Regions from separate parts of the Sus scrofa genome. Here region 1 is linked to region 2. A link is a contact called in public HiChIP or PLAC-seq data. All regions are on one chromosome and are shown on one strand. Each heading gives the region's core, a stretch centred on a gene start, on an enhancer-like site or on the middle of the called end of the contact. The rest is flanking DNA. Distances are from core to core; before and after follow the strand shown.

Region 1 (4,547 bases), core at 1,426-3,925, 330 kb after region 2:
TCGTTTGGGGGTAGGGCGGGCCCACTGGGAGACTGCGAAACGGAAGCTGCTCTTGAAACGCTGTTGGCCTTCCGTCCGAAACAATCGGTTTAGGCTACTCACGGAAGATAACTTTCTTTTTACTTTACTTTAAGGGTTTTTACTCAAAGCGCACTCTGTGCCTCACTGGGAAGCTGCCCCAAAGCCCTTCCTTTCTTTCGTGAGTTGAGTCGAAGGGCCCAGGCCCTGGGGCAGCCCTCACCGCAGCTAGCAGGTGAAATAAGGACAGCCTTGTGCCTTGTGGGGAATATGAAATTTGATTTTGAAAGTGATGACAATGCCGTCACAACATCTACAGGTACGTGAGAAGAAAAAAAAAAAAATCCCCTTCAAATAACTCCCTCCCTCTGCTTAGAACTTGGACTCGCTTCTCTCCTGTGTCCCTGCACCCGATCGGCACCTCGGTTCTTTGTAGACTGGGTTGTAAGTGCCCCAGCTGGCTCCCCCTCCACACGGAAGAGGGGTTTCAGACAGTTCTTTTCATGCTGTGACTGTGTTCACCCACACACAACACACAGACACACAATTTTCCTCTAGCTTGTAAGTTATTTATTCACTCAGATGGATCAGGGCCCCATGGTTTTGTTACCAAAGTATTTCATTTGGTCTCAGAGGAAATATAACCTATATCCGACTCAGTTCCATCATATCCTGTTTTGAACCCCCTTCAACACCTTTCCAGCCCGGCAGAGGTGCTAAAGATAGAAAAATAAAACAATCCCTGTCTCCACAAAAATTACAATTTAGCGAAGAAAATTGGCTAACAGGATACGACAGATGCCACAGAAGCCGCTTCAGCCCAGCGTGTTGTAGCACAGAGGAGGGAGTGGGGCATCTGGTCTTGGAGGAGCCCTGGGGGGTCGGGCAGGAGGCCCCCGACGGGGCGGGGGGTGGTGCAGAAAGAGCCCTCCCCCCAGCCAGGGAGCCCAACCTCAAAAGCAGCAGCCGAAGGAACCCCTGGGGAAGCAAGCCCCCTCACGTCCCTCCCCCGGGGGACTACAAGGTGATTCCTGGAAGGTTAACTAACATTCCTAAGAATCTGAAATTTGATGCCCTTTTCACCAAACCACGTTTGTTATTTACTCTCCTCAGAAGGAAAGCCCGCCAGCGAGATAGTTACCAGCACAGAGAGAGAGAATGATTCGCATTCTACTGTCACTTGTTGTGTCCTCAAGCCCCAGAGCTTGGGAGGTCAGTGACATGCTGACCCAGCAGGAAAATCCTAGCATTTTTGTAATTTGAGATATTTTACTATAATGTAATAAAAGAGCAAGAGCTAGTCAAGCTTTTTTTTTCTTTGTATTTCAAGCTTCCTGCATGAAATCTAACTGCTAAATTCTCTTAGGATTGAGTTTCCCAAATGTTCTTTCTCTGTCCAGGGAGGTTCAGGGCCAGAGGTCCCTGGCGGTCAGGAGTGGGGCTCCTAGGGCTGCGGGATTCCTACGTCGTGGCTCTGGCCCGATCCCAAAGCTGCCACTTGTCACTTTGGTTCTCCTAGCTGACACCAGGCCCTGAGGCCCCACGGAGAGCCAGTCCACTGTTTCTTCCTTGGCCAGGTCCTGGAAGGCCAGCTCCATGTCTGGCCTTTGGAGACAGATCAGGGGATGGTAAGAGTTAGAAGCTAACATTTACAGCTGACCCTTGAGCAACACAGGTTTGAATGGTGTGGGTGGATTTTTTTTTCAATAGTGAACAGGATGGCACTACACGACCCCACTTAGTTGAGTCTGTGGATTAAAAAAACCCAGTGGCTCAAGCGGGCCAGTGGCAAGGTTATAGGTTGGCGGGACAGCACCCCAACCCCTGAGTCATTCAAGGGTCCGCTGTGCCATGGGCCTTATATAATCTTCTCACAGACTCCTTAAGGGTCCCTGTCATCATCAAGCTCTATGAAAAGTAGCTCTGTCACCTCGAGAGGACCGAGATGAATCTTCCAAATGCTTAGGTATTTCTTAATTTTGAGCTTTAGCCCCTCCTCTGCCAAAAGTGCAGATACGTGTGAGCCATGGATCACAAAGTACGAAGGCAGCGGTTCCCAGGCCGGCTGCTCTGGGGAGTGGGAGTGATGGAATTTGTCTCAGGTGCTGCCTGGGCCCAGGGACTTTCTGAGCACCCCCAGTGACCCTGCTGAGCTCCATTTTGGGAGGCAGCTGGTGCCGAGGAAGTGCTGGCAGGGTCCGCTGGCCCTGGGCCCCTGGTGCACCCAGCGCAGGCCGGGGCTGTGCGCCTGGGGCGTGAGGCTGTGGAGTTACAGTGACTCGAGGCCCTCACCCTCGCTGCCCATTGGGGTCCCCGGTGGGCATAACAGGACCAATGGAACTGGAATCCCGGGGCTTCCCCACGTGGGAAGCCAGAGTCGAACCCCTTCCCTGAAGGTCACTTCAGTTGTGCTGGCCTCTGCGTCTACACCATGCTCCCAGGTCAGGGCAGAGTCAGAGAGACCTGTGAAAGAGTCGCGAGGCAGGACCAGAAGCAGCCCAGGCTTTATGCCTGGACGTGGCCGCTAGGAGCCTCGGCTGCCTTGTCACAGAAGCCAGCTCATCCTGAAAATCTGAGCCTTGATGAAGCCCCAGACAGTTTCATTTTCTAAGAAGCCAGCTAGAACATTCCGTTTCCGGCCCCAGAGGGAGAGCTGCTCGCTGGAACTTGGTCTGTTCTGCATTTCTCTCTTGTGATGAGCACATTACACCCTGACCTGCTTACTTCCTTGCTGGGGCCGTAGAACCTTTCTGAATAGAAACCCTTGCCTCTGTCACCCGTCACACCAGCAATAGCAGGGACACATCTTTTGGTACTATTGCAGACACACGCAGACAGCATTTTTACATGTAAGTCTATTTTTGTAACTTTTCTGAGCACTGAACTTTGTAAGGTATATTTTTAGGAAAACTCATTTTTCTACAAAAGCAAACAGTTTAGAAAGACTGCAAGAGAATGAAAATTTGAACCTGAAATTTTTGTTGAAAGGGATTTAAGTGAAGCAGACATCTCTCTCAGAAAGGCACACCGCTTTCGCAGAGCCAGGCCAGATCACAGTCCTGATGAAGGGAGCTGTTTTTACATGTCTTCAAGAAGGAACAAGCACACCTGGCTTCGTCTTGATCTGCGGCAGGTCCTGTTGACTCTGGGGCAGTTCAGTGGGAAAGAATTATTGTCTGTTACCGCTAATAGACAAATTCAGCTTATTCGAGAAAAACAGTAACAGCTCTTTGTTGGTTTATGTGTGCCAGTCTGACCTTGATGCACGTTGTTTCATGTGTGTATGGGCAGTGGATATGCACTTAGGATACGGCCTAGAAATACCCGCAGAGCCTCCCTGTAATGTTTACCACATTTGACCAATGCCACCGATGGGCTTCCAGCCCTTGAGATGGGGTTCTCAGCTGCGCCGTACGGTAGAGTTGGGGTGGGGTAGCTTTTGAAGATCTTGAGGCCCAGCCATGTCTCACTCAGGCCGATGAAACCTAGGATTTATACTTTGTTAATCTCCTAAAGTCATTCTGATGTAGAGTCCCGGCCAAGAGCCACGGGACTGGGAATTAGCCACAGATGTGTGGATGTGCAGATTCTGCAGATGTGGGCACCGCAGGACTGAGGACCTAAACCAAGCACAGAGCACCAGGGTCCATCGCCGAGGGTCTGGGACTTCTGGGGGAGGGTCCGCAGTAGGTGCCCAAGCCCTGGCAGGGGGGGGAACGGAAGGAAAGGAAGTCCATGTCCTCTTAAAGCTGGACTGGCAGTGAGCATGCTGGCTGCTGGCGCCCTGCCTCTAACCACTGTGCAGCCTTTACTGGCCGGGGAGAAAGCCGACTTAGCAGCGGATCACAAAGGGAGATGGTGAATAGCGGGACGATTGCGAGAGTGCTTGGATGGCATGTATACAAGCAAGAGTCCGGCAAGAGGATTCCTGCTTTAGGAAACACGTTTTCTATGTATTTTTATAAACTGCGTCAGGGATGAAAACTGAAGCAGTCCTGTCCATTGCTCTTCCACGTGTCAGTGCACAGTACCCCTCGCAGGTTACAGCTCTCCTGTCTGAACTGGCAGCATAAGTGCCAAGAGTCCCTACCTGGCAGATGAAATGCATTGTTGGTCCATTTGCTTATTTTTTTTAAAACAAACCCCTTTGAGGTAACTTGGCTACAAAGCAATCTTGCTGTATAACGGAAACTCTTGGAAGTGAAGACGTCCTGGAGAACTGCTGACGTTAGAGGTCTGCTGGCAGCAAGAACTTCATTTTAAAACAGGCAGGCAGTGGCTTTAGAGCTTCTCTATATGCTACATTTTAACCTTAGAAGGTTTTGCTCTGGTGAAAGCAATATTTGTACAAATGGAAAGCAAGATTTTTATATGGTTTACACTCTTGAGCAAAATATGTTGATGTATATGGAATATTAAAAATTAGATGTATATTATTCATTGTTCTTTACTCATAAGTACCTTATGAAAATAATACTGTATTCTTGTTCACAACGCCCTGTTGCTATCAGTTATTGATCATATCCAAC
Region 2 (4,739 bases), core at 1,531-4,030:
ATAAAGTAGCTGCTATCACCCCGCTGTCCTGGAGATAACTGACTCATCTCTGGGCCCCCAGATATGAAACGACCACATGAAGACGTAGGGGAGAGAAGGACATCCAGCAGACCCGGAGGGGGTTGACCCTGGCGGGAGGGGCCACTTGATAATTTCCCCTGTTTCTGACTCTCGCGGAGGCAGCCCCAGCCCCAGGGCTGAACCTCGCTGGAGGGGCCACAGGAGGCGGAGGCCAGGGCTCAGGGCCAAGCAGTGGCGGACATGAGGGCAGGGCGACCCCAAGCCTGACACGGGGGCGAGCGGGACACGTCCCTGAGAACCTTGGGGCCGTCTGGGCACCTCGAGCTGCTCTAAAGCCCACGGGACTTCAGCTGGTCCCTGCAGATGGGAGAGCGCCCGCCCTCCTCCTGGGCTTCTCTTTGAGGATTTAGCAGAGATAGCGTGTGCCAGTCAATGCCGGGCACATCGCGGTTCCCCTAAGATGCATCTGCCTCCTGCCTCTGGTGGCTCTAGTGGAATCCGGTGACCCATTCTCGGGTCCCACCGCAAGTCTGGCGGCCAGTCTCCCAGCAGCTTGAGATAATAAGGGCCCTGAGAAAAGACGCAAGCGTCCCAAGCTGTGTCTGTCTTCTCAACCTCCTTTAAAATCCAGGTTTGAAGAATCTGTGCCACTTGGCAGCCAGGGCCCGCTTGCAGACACGAGAAGCCCCAGGGGGCGGCGGCCTGTAAGGACCTGCCGGGAGGCGGCGCTTCCCCAGACCATTTCAGGACCACCCCCCTGGTCCCCATCACCCCAGACCCTCAGGAGGCTCCGACTTTGCTCTGGATGATTGACTGTGAAGAGTTCGGAGTGACCACGTGCACCAGTTACTAGAAGGACTGCAATCTCTCTCCCGGAAGCCTCCGATATTCTTGTTCCTGCCCCTCCCGTCCCATCAGCACTGACCCAAGGGTGCCCTAGATCAGGGGCTTTGTCCTCCTACCCCGCCTCCCCCTCCAAAACCAGGGGGTACCCTCCTCACTGCTTCCCTGCTTTGCTCCTGTGGCCTCTATGCCCTCTCCTCCAGATCCAGAGATAAACTTAAATAAGCCATCCATTTATATGAATCATTCACTTGAGCGTCTCCCAGAGCTTCTCATTGTGGTTAGAGCAAAATCTAATTTCTTGCCGGTCCGCTGCCTGCTTCCCAGAAGTCCCCCCTCATTCCCTGGGCCCTCAATGTCTTTCTGTCCCACACATGCTTCCATCTCAGCCTTTTGTCCATACCTGTTCTTGCTGTTCTCTGAGCCGCAAGGTCTCTCTTGGCTGGGCTGCTGCCCTCTGGCACCCCTGGCGTGGTTCTGTCACCACCTCCTCCAGGAAGCCCTTCCTGAGTGTCCTGCCCAAGTTGGTCCTGACCCCGCCTCAGCCCCTCCGAATCCCATTGCACTATTTTGTTTCCTTCACAGCAAGTGTCTCTGCTGGAATTGTCTTTACTTCTTTGTAAACTTTGTATCAAAGTTCTTTGTGCTGTTGGGTTCAGATACAGAGTTTAGTGGAGAAAAGCATTCAGAGAAATAGCAGAAGCAGAAAGGCTCTCCCTGAGTCTTGTTACCTGTCAGAGCTTAAGCCAGGTGTACATATGTCCCACGGCCAAGTCACTGTAAAGGCCCGTCCCTTGCAATGTTCTGTGAAGTACAGTGGGCATTCTGAGGAGGAGGGGTATAAGTTCCCTGACTGGGGAAACGCCCTCGTTGGCTCTTGTTCCTGGCAACTAGTCATTAGCCCGTCCTTCTGGGAAGCCGGCTCAGGTCTCCTTCCCTGGCTTGCTGCTCAGTCACCGCAGTGAGCAGGACCTGCGAAGCCAGGACTATGGGTCCTTGTCCCCTCACTGAAAGGTGACACGGTGGAGCCAGGACACGGTCTGTCTTGTTTGCCACTAGAACAGTACCGGGCATGTAGAAAGGTGATCCAGAAAATATTTGCTGAAGGACTGAAAGAATAGTAGCATGGGAGTTCCCGTTGTGATGCAGTGGAAACAAATCTGACCAGGAACCATGAAGTTGTGGGTTCGATCCCTGCCCTCGATCAGTGGGTTAAGGATCCGGTGTTGCCCTGAGCTGTGGTGTAGGTCGCAGACACGCTCTGATCTGGCGCTGCTGTACTGTGGTGTAGGCCGGCGGCTACATCTCCACGTAGACCCCTGGCCTGGGAACCTTCATATGCCATGGGTACAGCCCTAAAAAGAAAAAAGAAAAAAAAGAATAGTAGCATGAATAATGCTGAAGTGAATGACTAAAAAGGAGCTGAAGTTGAGAAGGAAAGGCCCTGTTTCCTGGAGGTTGTGTCTTGGGGGTGCGTGGGGCCTGCTGGGTGGATGCCGTCTGAATGTATGGGGGCTGTAACTGCAAGCAGAGGCTACAGGCGCCGGGCAGCCACCGAGGTGACCCCGGCCGTGGCCTCTAAATGCACACCCATGCCGGGGCGGCGCTCCCACACAGCGGGTGGAGAACTCTCGGCCTCAGCCTGATGTGCGCTGTCTCTTCAGCTGTTCGTTCTTTGGTCTTGGAGCCAACCTTCCGGGATGATTTTCCTAAGAGGAACAAGCTGGACTTGGGGGAGATGTTCAAAGTGTTCCTTCTCCCTTCCAAGGCTGTGCTCTTCAGCTCAAAGCAAGACGGCAGTCTGCCCCGGATCGCTGCTGGCTCGAGAGTCATGAGGTCATTTCCACTATGACGGGTCATTGCTGGCAATGCTTCTTGCCTCCTGATCAGTCTTTGGAATGCGTCTAAGTTAGCAAAGCACAGAAAAATGTGGTAAGTGAGGGAAAACTATAGGATGGCTGAGTCCTGAGAGTGTGACTCATGCCACCACCGACACCCTCCTCACGCCCTCCATCGAATTCGTGTCCTGAGGCTTCCTCATTCCCACCAAGGTCCCCGGGGTCGCGGTCAGCCTTCCAGTTTTACCTACTTCATAAATATCAATCCTTGGGATAGATGATGTGATTGACTTGTAAAACTCATTGGATTTATTTTTATAATGTCACTTAAAAATGTAAAGTAGGAAAAATAAATTGTTAGCAGGCTCTACCATGACCCATTACTGAAATCATTTTTCTCTACCAGTGTAATATCTGTTTTTCAGGGCCCTTGGGGACCAAAGAATGACACATAAGGGGGAAATGACACAAATTAGTTTGCTGTGTGTTTCTACAAGTCATCCGCTGCAGTAATTTTAAAGCCATTTTCTTAAACTTATGATTCATTTAAGATGATCTTAAACTCTCTGAAATTTTACACCCTGGGCTGCTTGGTCCTTAAAATCCTCTTCCACGTCATCTTTCCTCATTTTCTCCTGCTCGATTCCTGACCCTTCTTCGACTATGGACGGTCTCCTTGCTGTGATCATCTCTCAAATGGTAGTGAGACTCCACCTTCGCTCCATCGCTCTTCTCACGGTCCACCCAAGTCCCCACATTCGCCTCCCCGGTCTGTTCCCACCAAACCCTGGCGTTTTCAGGAAGGTTGTGAGAATCGCCGCCTACTCGCCATCTTTCTCCCATTCACCGCCACTTTCCATGTCCGGTCGTCGAGGCAGGTGGCATATCTCCTTAAAATCTCTCCTCTCTTGCCCTTCCTCTCCATCTTCATTCTGCCCAGAATAGCCAAGGCCTGAGGTATCAGCCACACAGCGCGGGGGGGCTGCAGTCCTGGATCACCAGATCTCAGGACTCACCTCAAGGCCACCCAAGCCCTCTGTGTGACACGTGACCACGTCGCTACCAAGAAGGTCCATGCAGATCACTCTGCAGTTGCAGGGGTATAGCGGGAGAGGCTCATATGAAGCAAGCAGATGGTTCTGAATATAAAGAATGTATAAGAATTTGGGAGTAGGAGTTCCTGTTGTGGCTCAGTGGGTTAAGAACCCTCCGTAGTCTCTGTGAGGATGCGGGTTTGATCTCTGGCCTTGCTCAGTGGGTTAAGGATCCAGCGTTGTCTCTAGCTCACAGAAAATCACAGATGCGGCTCGGATTCAGCATGGCTGTGGCTGTGGTGCAGCCCAGCAGCTACAGCTCCAATTTGACTCCTAGCCTGGGAACCTCCATATGCTGCAGGTGGGACCCTACAAAGAAAAAAAGGATTTGGGAATAAAAGCCATGGGTGTGAAAGGCGTGAGCCTGGCCCTCAGCAGCAGAAGGACGAGAGCAAAGCCAGGGTTGGGAAGCAGCAATGTGGTGCTGTGTGAGAGAGTGCCACGGTGTTAGCTTTCCCTCACCTGAGAACTGAAGACAGTAGATACCTCCACTCCAAGGGGCATTGTGACAATTAAGTAATATTGTCTATAAAGTTTCTATCCCGGAATCTTGCACATGGTAGGTTCTCAGCAAACCGCAACTGGTAGCACTTAAGGACGCACAGCACTTCTGCAAGTCCAATATCAGTAACAGTGTGAAGAATGGCTTAAGGAAAGGAGAATCAAAATGCCATAAAGAAATGCACGTTCTGTCGAGAAGCAGTGCCGAGGGCCATTCCTGAAGGCTCCTGGAGTGTCTGGAATGGAGAGAAATTACAGGCAAGGAACACTCACCGTGGAGTCCCACTGGGGACTGAATGTTACTTGATGCAGCAGCTTCTGAAAAAAAGATTTTGGCCCAGGTAGCAAAGTCAAGAAGGCTTGTAGATGCGGGTGGGCTTTAAACAAAATCAGTCTAACCCTCAACCTCTCCCCTCTGCCCAGAGACTTCTAGGTTTGAAAG

The links. HiChIP or PLAC-seq counts read pairs in DNA pulled down with a chosen protein or histone mark.
Region 1: a contact with region 2 is called in an H3K27ac HiChIP or PLAC-seq map of skeletal muscle, with 8 times the contacts expected there. The contact joins two enhancer-like sites. A contact is called at or near these places in 1 of 5 promoter capture datasets (liver), 1 of 47 Hi-C or Micro-C datasets (embryonic fibroblasts) and 2 of 2 datasets of contacts at active chromatin or transcription factors (alveolar macrophages and skeletal muscle).

Annotation. Positions count from the first base shown.
Region 1 is chr9:139,474,271-139,478,817 of Sscrofa11.1, forward strand. EGFR (epidermal growth factor receptor) reads left to right here. Exons shown (of 28, transcript NM_214007.1): 28 at 1-362. Among named protein-coding and RNA genes, the nearest start is that of EGFR, 170 kb to the left of the region's middle. Within about 2 kb of position 2,676, at least 16 of the 83 cell types and tissues checked have an H3K27ac peak or open chromatin away from gene starts, as enhancers often do. A contact at or near this core is called in skeletal muscle, where this site is marked.
Region 2 is chr9:139,146,746-139,151,484 of Sscrofa11.1, forward strand. No RefSeq gene overlaps it. Among named protein-coding and RNA genes, the nearest start is that of SEC61G, 13 kb to the left of the region's middle. Within about 2 kb of position 2,781, at least 21 of the 83 cell types and tissues checked have an H3K27ac peak or open chromatin away from gene starts, as enhancers often do. A contact at or near this core is called in skeletal muscle, where this site is marked.